2 separate regions of the Mus musculus genome follow, and region 2 is linked to region 1. A link is a contact called in public HiCAR-type data. All regions are on one chromosome and are shown on one strand. Each heading gives the region's core, a stretch centred on a gene start, on an enhancer-like site or on the middle of the called end of the contact. The rest is flanking DNA. Distances are from core to core; before and after follow the strand shown. Region 1 holds the start of Nr4a2 (nuclear receptor subfamily 4, group A, member 2). Region 2 holds the start of Ccdc148 (coiled-coil domain containing 148).

Region 1 (4,686 bases), core at 180-2,679:
GCTCAGCTTGGAGCTGGCAAAGGCGGAGGTGCAGGCTAGGAATGAGCAACCCCACAACCCCGAGAGTTCCGCGGTGTTCTCCCGGGGTGTTAGGATCACCGAGAGGGGGCCGAGGTGTATATTGCACACACACACACACACACACACACACACACACGCACGCGCACACACACACACACACACACACACACACACACACACACACACACACACCGCTCGCCCGGGTAGCTTGGGAGCGAGCCAACGCTCGGGAGAAGGGGAGGAGGAGCGCTGTCCTGGGAGAAGAAGGGGACCCTACAAAGTCGCTCTCCCTTGGCCTCAGTCCCTTCCTGGTCTTGAGAGAAACCCGAAGAGGCCTGTCTGGCCAGCTTCACGGGGGTACTGGGAGTAGGGTTAGCCCTCTGGAGGATCTGCGATTCCTTTGCTAGAAAGATCCACGCGCTTGGGAGGAGGGGGAGCGGATTGTCTTGCAGAGCGGAGCTGGAGGCGATTGAGAGGAACGCGGGGGTAGGGCACGCTCCCACAGTTCACCCGGACCCTGGGCTGGGGCAATGGGCACATACTCTCCGTTTTGGGCGAGACCCACCCCGCCTCGAGCTCCACTCCCCTTGCTGCTTCTCCCTCCATGCTTTCTTCTTGGTTGCAGGCACGACAGCCCCTGCGTTTCAGAAACCTGTGAAAGGGACTGAAGGGCTTGGTGGGCACAGCGAAATGTCAACTCTGTCAAGAGTTGACCGAGGGGCTTGGGGGCGATGGTTCAGATCACCTCTGGGCTGGAGGCGCACCTGTTGCCGGATCCTTTAATGTATTGTCTGCGAGAGAAAGCTGGCAACAGTTCACTCCTACTTGTGGGGTCCTCTAAGACTTGGCTCACTGTCTACCCTCCTTCCTCCCACATTGCTTTAGATAGTACGTCTTTTTAGTTTCTGTAAAGAAGGGGAAAGGGCCTGACCTCTCATCCTTCGAAGCGGGAGGAAGAGTGGGTTTTTAAAAAGGGAGAAGGGGGATGCACGGACTAGGGGAATCCCATCTAACGCCCAAGTCTTTGGAGAGTTACGAGCCACGGGACAACTGTCTCCACTTCTGCTAAAGGGTGTGAGGAGGGTATGTTGGGGAGCTGCAAGGCACACCTCTGCCCTCTCGGCCCAGGTGCTAGCTACCTGGCCCACGCGAGTGTTCTTTTCCGTTCAAGCTTTTGTTGCACCCTCCCCACGTGTGAGGACGCAAGGTCTGGGGCGGGGGAGGGGCAGGTGGAGCGTAGCATCACCACGGACTTCACGGACCTGGGTTGCAGAAGTCACACTTCTTTCGGAAAAAAAAAAAATCCACCCAAGTGGGCTACCAAGGTGAACCGTTCCCACCTTAAAATCAGCCCCAGTCGTGACGTCAGGTCGGAAATATACCAAAGCGAGCGCGGGCCAGGAGTCCGGGGAGCGCGGCGGCTCGGCGATTGGACCGCGGGCCGCTGACGCGGGCTGACGCGCGCAGACTTTAGGTGCATGTTGGCAGCAGCAGCTCGAGCCACATAAACAAAGGCACATTGGCGGCCAGGGCCAGTCCGCCCCGCGGCTCCGCACAGCTCCGCGTCCCTCTCTCCGGCCCCGCTGGCTGCCTCCCTCTCCTGCGGCCGGGCTGGCTGCGTGTGGCTCTCCGCGCCCCGCTTCCGCAGCGCTCCCGCGGACCCGGGCTCCTCTGCTCCCGGAGGGAACTGCACTTCGGCGGAGTTGAATGAATGAAGAGAGCGGACAAGTGAGTAGCTGCGGCGGGGCCGCCCGCGGTCACGCGTCCTCCCGGTCTCCGCGTACCAGGGAACGGGTTCTCTGCAAGTGGTCGCCCGAGCCGCGGAGCGCGAAGGGGCTGGGGAAGGGGGATGGCGAGTGGGCGCGCGCAGCTCCGCCGAGCCTCTGCTGGAACTCCGGTGCTAGCGTAAAGGGGGGGGAGTTGGCTGCCGGCAGAGGTTTCCAGGCTTCTCATTGGTGGATGTGGCAAGGGGACTCCCACAGTTTTAGGAGAAGCGGACTTGCCGGTGGAGATGTGCGCAAAGTTTGCTCTTGGTGTGAAATTGATTGTGGCTTGAGGAGGCTCCATCTCGCGAACATGTGGGAAACAGTCCGGGAGAGAAAGTTTACGTGTTGCTTGGGAACAGTGTCGCTCGGCTCGCCCGCTGGTGGAGGTTTCCCGGATATCGTCGAGTAAGGGTAGTGTCGGTAGAGGGTCCTGTAGCGAAGTTGCCTGAAATGACTGGTTTTGATATATGTTGTCCTTGGATAGTGTGTCAGTGTGTGCGTGAGGTAAAGAATACGGTTATGAAACTGTGACATAGCCACGGGTTAATATCCAGAACAGACATATTTTCAAGGGCGGCGGCGGATGGGGGTGGGGAGATAAAGCAAAAGTCCTCTGGTTTGTCTTGTTAACCTTCTCCGCTCCTTGAAGCAAAGCAAGATTGTGGAAGAAGTGGGGGGGGGGGCGGAGAGGGGAGGGAGCAAAGGAGAGGGTGTTCAGGTTTCTTTACTTTATCAACAAGATCGTCTATGCTCTAGAATGCCTTGCAAGTGGGAACATCTGAAAAAAAAAATAGCTAGGACACAAGAATGCCTTGTCCCAGCAAGTAGGCAGCCTGTGGAAAGCATTGTGGAGAAGGTGTCCAGTTTGCTGTGCTGAGAAGTGCTTCTAACTTTGGTGCCAATATCATATGCGTAATATTTCTTTCCCTCTGCAGTTGACCCAAGATACTCCTGGTAAAGTAGAGATCTCTCTCATCACCTCTGGGCCATTAAAGATGTTGAAAATCCAGTTCTCTGGAGGAACACCAATTCGCTTGTCCCTTAAGATCCTGTGTTGAACCAAAAGCAATTACTAAAGCTACACACTTGCTCCCACATTGGCTGTTTGGTTGTCCAGGCCTTGCTAACGTTTCCTAAGGGTTGGATCTGTATTTTTTTTTTCACGGTTTACTCTCGAGTTCTTTTAACTTTCTTTCTCCTTCTAAGAGAAAAGTCCACTGGACTCTAAGAGAGATATTAAGAGGAAGCTTTGATGCTGTGTTTTTCCTTTACCCAGACTTCTTAGGTTTGACATAAAGTAGAATGACAAAGGCCCTTCCATCTACAGCAAAGGGGCCAATTCATTATATTGATCAGTATCTGGTAGACTCATGGGATAATTTCCCCACAGGATGCTTTCTCTGCAGGGATTTACACTGGGAGATGAGCGGCATTATCTGCTGTTTAGCCACCTTGTCTCTGCACATTTCATTTTAAGATGCTGTTGGGTAAAGTCTTCACACTCATTTCCAAGGAAGCACTTGAAGGGCCTGCTGAGTGAGTCTGCATCTGCCCAGCCCAAGTCTCGGTGGGAAGACATCCTGAAACTTCCTGTGTCTGTATTTCAGGGAGATCTGACGGGCTGGATTCCCAATAGCTCTTTTTTAAAATCTTGGAAACTTTGTCCTTCGCTGAATTACGACACTGTCCACCTTTAATTTCCTCGAAAACTCCAATAACTCTGCTGAAGGTCAGTGAGCTTTATCTTTCATTACCTTTCCTGAGTTCCCCCATACCCTCAGAAAAACAAAACAAAACAGGGCAACAGGATCTTTCCAGGCCAACCCTGTGCCTTATAGTCACAGAGGACAACTTTCTTATTGTGCAATTCAACTTCATTTCTAGAGCATGGCTTCTAGAAATCCTGTCGACCCTGAGCTTCAAAGAAGAAGCTCATCAGAGTGGGACTGTCTGCGGGAAGGGGGTGGAGCGCGGGGGGGGGGCGTTTGGAAATGAGTGTAGACCCTCAACAGCTTTCCAGCTCTGGGTCGTCCCGGGATCAGCCCTTTCCTTTCTTCATCGCTGTTCCACCTCTTTTGCCCTTCCCCCTGCATCCCTAAACCCCCATCCTCTCCCCGCCTCCCTCCACCCCCAACCCCGACGCCGCGGGCTGCCGGTGTAGCCCCGGGTGTAGACCGAGCCCGGAAGAAAGTGTTCAGTTGACCAGGCTGAGTGTATATCACCCTGTTTCGTTTCCAGCCATGCCTTGTGTTCAGGCGCAGTATGGGTCCTCGCCTCAAGGAGCCAGCCCCGCTTCTCAGAGCTACAGTTACCACTCTTCGGGAGAATACAGCTCCGATTTCTTAACTCCAGAGTTTGTCAAGTTTAGCATGGACCTCACCAACACTGAAATTACTGCCACCACTTCTCTCCCCAGCTTCAGTACCTTTATGGACAACTACAGCACAGGCTACGACGTCAAGCCACCTTGCTTGTACCAAATGCCCCTGTCCGGACAGCAGTCCTCCATTAAGGTAGAAGACATTCAGATGCACAACTACCAGCAACACAGCCACCTGCCCCCTCAGTCCGAGGAGATGATGCCACACAGCGGGTCGGTTTACTACAAGCCCTCTTCGCCCCCGACACCCAGCACCCCGAGCTTCCAGGTGCAGCATAGCCCGATGTGGGACGATCCGGGCTCCCTTCACAACTTCCACCAGAACTACGTGGCCACTACGCATATGATCGAGCAGAGGAAGACACCTGTCTCCCGCCTGTCACTCTTCTCCTTTAAGCAGTCGCCCCCGGGCACTCCTGTGTCTAGCTGCCAGATGCGCTTCGACGGGCCTCTGCACGTCCCCATGAACCCGGAGCCCGCGGGCAGCCACCACGTAGTGGATGGGCAGACCTTCGCCGT
Region 2 (4,435 bases), core at 1,649-4,148, 2.0 Mb before region 1:
TATCTGCTCAGTCAATCATGCTCACGTGCACTCTGTATATCTGAACAAAATCTTTCCTTTCTGGTGAATCAGAGAAAATAAATTCCCGTTTACATTTTGGGGAGCAAGAACAGGGAATGCTTGGGACCTCAGGCACGCTAGGTAAGTAAGCCTCAAGCCTGTGCTGCAGAACGGACCTCCCCTTTCTAGTTAACTTTCTAATTTTCATGTCAAATTAAACAACCAAGAGTTAAACTGTTATAATGTATCGTTACATAATAAAAGTTTCCTGTAGCCATTTACAAACTCCCCAAATCCTCTGCATTGTTACTGTAGGGGAATTAAACCTCTAAATTAGAAGGTTCACTGACTACAGGCATACCTGAAAAACAATGTAGCAAGCCAGAAGACACAACCTATCATTTCTTCTCCCTTGGGTCTTAACTAAAATGCCTGCAGACTTTTCAATGCCCTTGATGCATGCAAAGTAGGGGTCAGAAGACAGGTGACTGGTTGAACTACTGGCTTATTTTCCTGAATCTGAGGGAAAATAACCAAATGCAGAAGGTTGTCTAGTGCCAGCAACCTTCAAAGCAGACTGTGGAATGGAAGCACACACCGTATGCCTTCAGCCAGAAACACTTCCTCCAGACATTGTTCTTGCTTTCACCATACCATTTCCCACAACTGTTTCTTAGGTATCAGAAATGCTCCATGGGATATACTCCATTTAAAAAGAGACAATTTCTTCTACTTTCTCAAAAGCAAAAACCTAACCCTGGTTCTGGGAGAGCATCTGTCAAAATTTTGCTTTTCTGTATTAATTTAGGAAAGAAAGAAAGAAAGAAAGAAAGAAAGAAAGAAAGGAAGGAAGGAAGAAAGGAAGGAAATGTATACTAGTCGTTACCAATTTTATACATATTTACCAATCTTTATAAGTTGTAGGACTGTGCTTTTTATTCAGTTAAACTGAGTGACAAAGAAAGAAATGGCGCTTTCCACTAATAAATTACATATTGAAATATACATGACTGTGATGTCCCCGGGTTACTTGCAGTGGTAACTTACACGCCCCGAATTTAACTGTACCAGACAGTTCTATCTGTCCCATCGCTGGCCAAACACTGCTGCTCTGTTACTATTCATTATGTATTATACGAGGCCTAAACACAGCCCAGTATGACGATGGAAAATATTCCGATCCTCATGACAGCAGTGATGCATTCAAGATCTCTTGCAATACACCCCGGACCTGGAGCACTAAAAGACATTTTCTGATACAGCTAAAAGATGTTGGCTGCAAGCTTACTCAAGAACATTCGGCCCTGTCTCTGCTGGTATTCAGAAAACCCTGGTTAAAAAAAAAAAAAAAAAAAAAAACCACGCACTATCCAAATCTTGCAAAAGCAAACTTGCCAAGAGCCTTCTGCAACGATCAATAATAACCTTGGGTACACTGACACCTAAATTCACGGTCCTGGAGACCAATGCAGCAAAAAATCCAGAACCATAGGCTGGAGCCCCAAGAAAACTACCGCGCTTCCCTCTCCACCGCCCTCTGCCGCAGGGAGAGAAGCGGAGGCAGGAGAGTGAACGAGGCTTACCAGCTCTGAAGATGCGCCGTGACCTCTGGCTACGCGGCGAGATCAGGGCCGGGAAGGCGCTAGTGCGGCCGCGGCCCGTGCGGACTCTGTCCCTGGTGCATTCCTTGCATTCCAGCACAATCTGTCGCCAGCCTACAAGCTGGCAGCGCGCGTCGCCCGTTGGACGCACACACCTGCCTATCGCGGCGCCCGGAGCAACCGCGGCGCCTCCGCTGCCCGCGCTCGCCGGGTGTCGCACTCAGTCACTATGCCGCCAAAACCCGGTCCCGCCGCTCGCCCTCTCGTTTCCCAAGGAGTAAGAGGGGACAGGGACCCACGACCCTCCGTTGGGTGCAGCTGCTCGCTCTAACTCCTGGCAGCGCGAGGAGGCAGTGCGGCGCGGGAGGGCAGCCTGGAGCCTTAAGGCTGGGGCGCCCGCTAGGGAGGAGCGTGCGGTTTGCAGCTGCAAGCTGGGAGCCCTGGACCCTCCGGGCGGTCGTCACGGGCACCAGCGCTGCTCTGGGGGCCCGGGCGACACGCCGGGCGAGCGTGGGAGGCACGGCTGGCGGTTGCTTCGGTGGAGCGAGGGACGGACACACAGACGGCCGGTCCCGGGCACGACGGCGCGCGGGAGCCTCGGGGCTCAAGTTCGAGAAGCGGTGGCGCGGTGCGGGAGGAAAAGCGGCCGCGCCGAGCTGTGCGGGGCAAAGTTGTGCGCCGCCGGGGGGAGGGGAGAGGCGGGCGGGATGGCGGAGCACGCGGCGGGGACCGAGAGATCCGAGCCAGGGAGCCGCGGGGGGCGCCTGGCCGCCGCCAGGTCCCGGCTCGACGCGCTCTGGGCAGCTAGCACCCCAGAGCCCCGAGCCCTCCCGCCAGCCCCGCGCACTTACTTTCCAGCTCAGGCGGAGGCCGTCGTCGCTCCAGGGACCAGGGACATCCACGCCGAAGGGTCGCCGCTGCGGCACCGGAGCAAACTGGCCGAAGTGCGGCAGCCTCGCCGCTGCCCTCCCCTCCCTCCCCTCCCGCCCCCTCCCCCGAAGAGGCTCTCCCACCACCCCGGTGGCGGCGGCAGCTCGCCTCTACCCCGTGCCCATAGTGCCGCCGCCGCGGCCGGCGTCCACGCGCACTCAGCCCCGGAGCCCTCTAGACTGCTCAGAGGCCGCCGCCCCGCCGCCAGCCCGCCCGCCCGCCCGGCCAGTCCCGGCACCCGGGAACGTCAGCACGCTGCCGTCCCCAGACAGGCTCCGCGCCCGCCCCATTGGGCGGAAGGAGAGGGCCGGCCCTCCCCATTGGCCCGGCCCTCATATTGAACGAGCCAATGGGAGCTGCGGTTTCAGGTCGCCATGGAGACCGATGCTGTTAAGAGCTAGAGGGCCAGGAGAAGGTGGGGAGTGAAGATGAAGGTGTCTGTAGCCTCCGGCGCGGGAGGGGGTGGGGGGAAGGAGTATTAGGGGATTCCCGGGAGAGGGCTCTGAAATCGGGCGGGTCTTGCTTTTGAGTATTGCCAAGACTCTGCATGGTAGGGCTTGTCCCCAGCGTCAAAGGCAGAAACAACTGAGCCCCCGGACTTCTACTTTACATTGAAAGCTCAGGAGTGGGCGTTTCATTTTTCCTGCATCTGGGGAGCATGCGAGGCTATATGCATTTTGACCTTTGAGATCTGTGCAGCCCGGTGAGTTTCCACTCCATTCCTTAAATCTCTGCTTCTTCCTGACGTCACAGGGTCACTTGAATTCTTTCTCCAACCACTCCCCCTTCCCTGAGTCTACATTTCCTCTGATTTTTGGTTCTTCCAGCCTATAACCCCTCCCAACGAAAACAGGATTTCTTGCACGTGGTATTTTGGTAAGGAAACTGAGTGGGGTTGTACTAAAGGACCAGCCCGCAACAGAATGAGTTCTCTGCTTCCCAAAACAGCAAGTCTGATCTCTCCTCCGCCCCTCCCTCTTGGACTATGTGCTTTCTGTGCTGAGCTTGGCAGGTGCATGCTCTTCCCAGTTTGTCTGAGGCTGGAGAAGTGCCAGAATTCATCCCAATGATTTCTCAAAAAGAAAAAAATAGATTACAAATGATGGATTTTTGCTTTCTGGCAGTTTTCCAGATTAATACTAAAATCGGTAAGGAAATGATGAATTGGGACAGGGGAGCATTCGCACCCAAATCTTGACCTTTAATAATGAGTGCTCTACTTTCATTTTAAATCATTTTGTGCTAGTTTGCTCGTGCTAATTATTTTTGATGAGTGATGTTCATAATTAGATGGTAGCTATTAATCTGGAACTTTTACACATGATATTGCTTCATAACATATTTTAAAAATAGTACCACTCTAGCATATAGCCACCGATGTATTCATGTTTCTTCTTTTGGTGGCTTTGTTATTTTCATAATATCCTCTTTAGTAAAAAGAAAAAAATATTATACTATCTCCCTTCACAATAAGGGATATTAATTTTCCTTGTTATATTTTGTGGGGAAAGCTGATAGGAATTTTACATTACAAATATTTTGTTGTGAGAAGCAGATTATTGTGTATGCAAGCTCTATATATCTAATTTACATTCTGAATTTTAATTGGGTGGCATGTTTTGGCTTTTATGCTATAAAATATAGCCTAAGAAATGTTAATATGGCAACTTGCTTGGAAAATGAATCTCCTTGGTACTTATTGTAAACTTGATTTTAATTGACAGTTCCGTGCAGGATTGGACTGTAGAACAAAATGCATGAGCATGTGGATGTACCACTTAAATATTTTAGAAGCAAACATTAAGGTTGGAGGAAAAGATATCTCATGGCTTGTCATTAGGAAAATTGCCTGCTTTTGAGTTTTTCTTGTGTTTGTTGTTGTTTTCTTGCTATTGTGTGTTTGT

What was found. HiCAR-type assays count read pairs that join an accessible place to other places.
Region 2: a contact with region 1 is called in a HiCAR-type map of astrocytes, with 4 times the contacts expected there. The contact joins the promoter of Ccdc148 here to the promoter of Nr4a2 in region 1. A contact is called at or near these places in 1 of 39 promoter capture datasets (embryonic stem cells) and 1 of 115 datasets of contacts at active chromatin or transcription factors (astrocytes).

What each region holds. Positions count from the first base shown.
Region 1 is chr2:57,111,781-57,116,466 of GRCm38.p6, reverse strand. It overlaps Nr4a2 (nuclear receptor subfamily 4, group A, member 2), which reads left to right and starts at 1,429. Exons shown (of 8, transcript NM_013613.2): 1 at 1,429-1,749; 2 at 3,395-3,516; 3 at 4,026-4,686. The coding sequence starts at 4,028.
Region 2 is chr2:59,159,146-59,163,580 of GRCm38.p6, reverse strand. Ccdc148 (coiled-coil domain containing 148) reads left to right here and starts at 2,898. Exons shown (of 15, transcript NM_001372501.1): 1 at 2,898-3,234. Pkp4 (plakophilin 4) reads right to left here and starts at 2,731. Exons shown (of 22, transcript NM_026361.2): 1 at 2,453-2,731.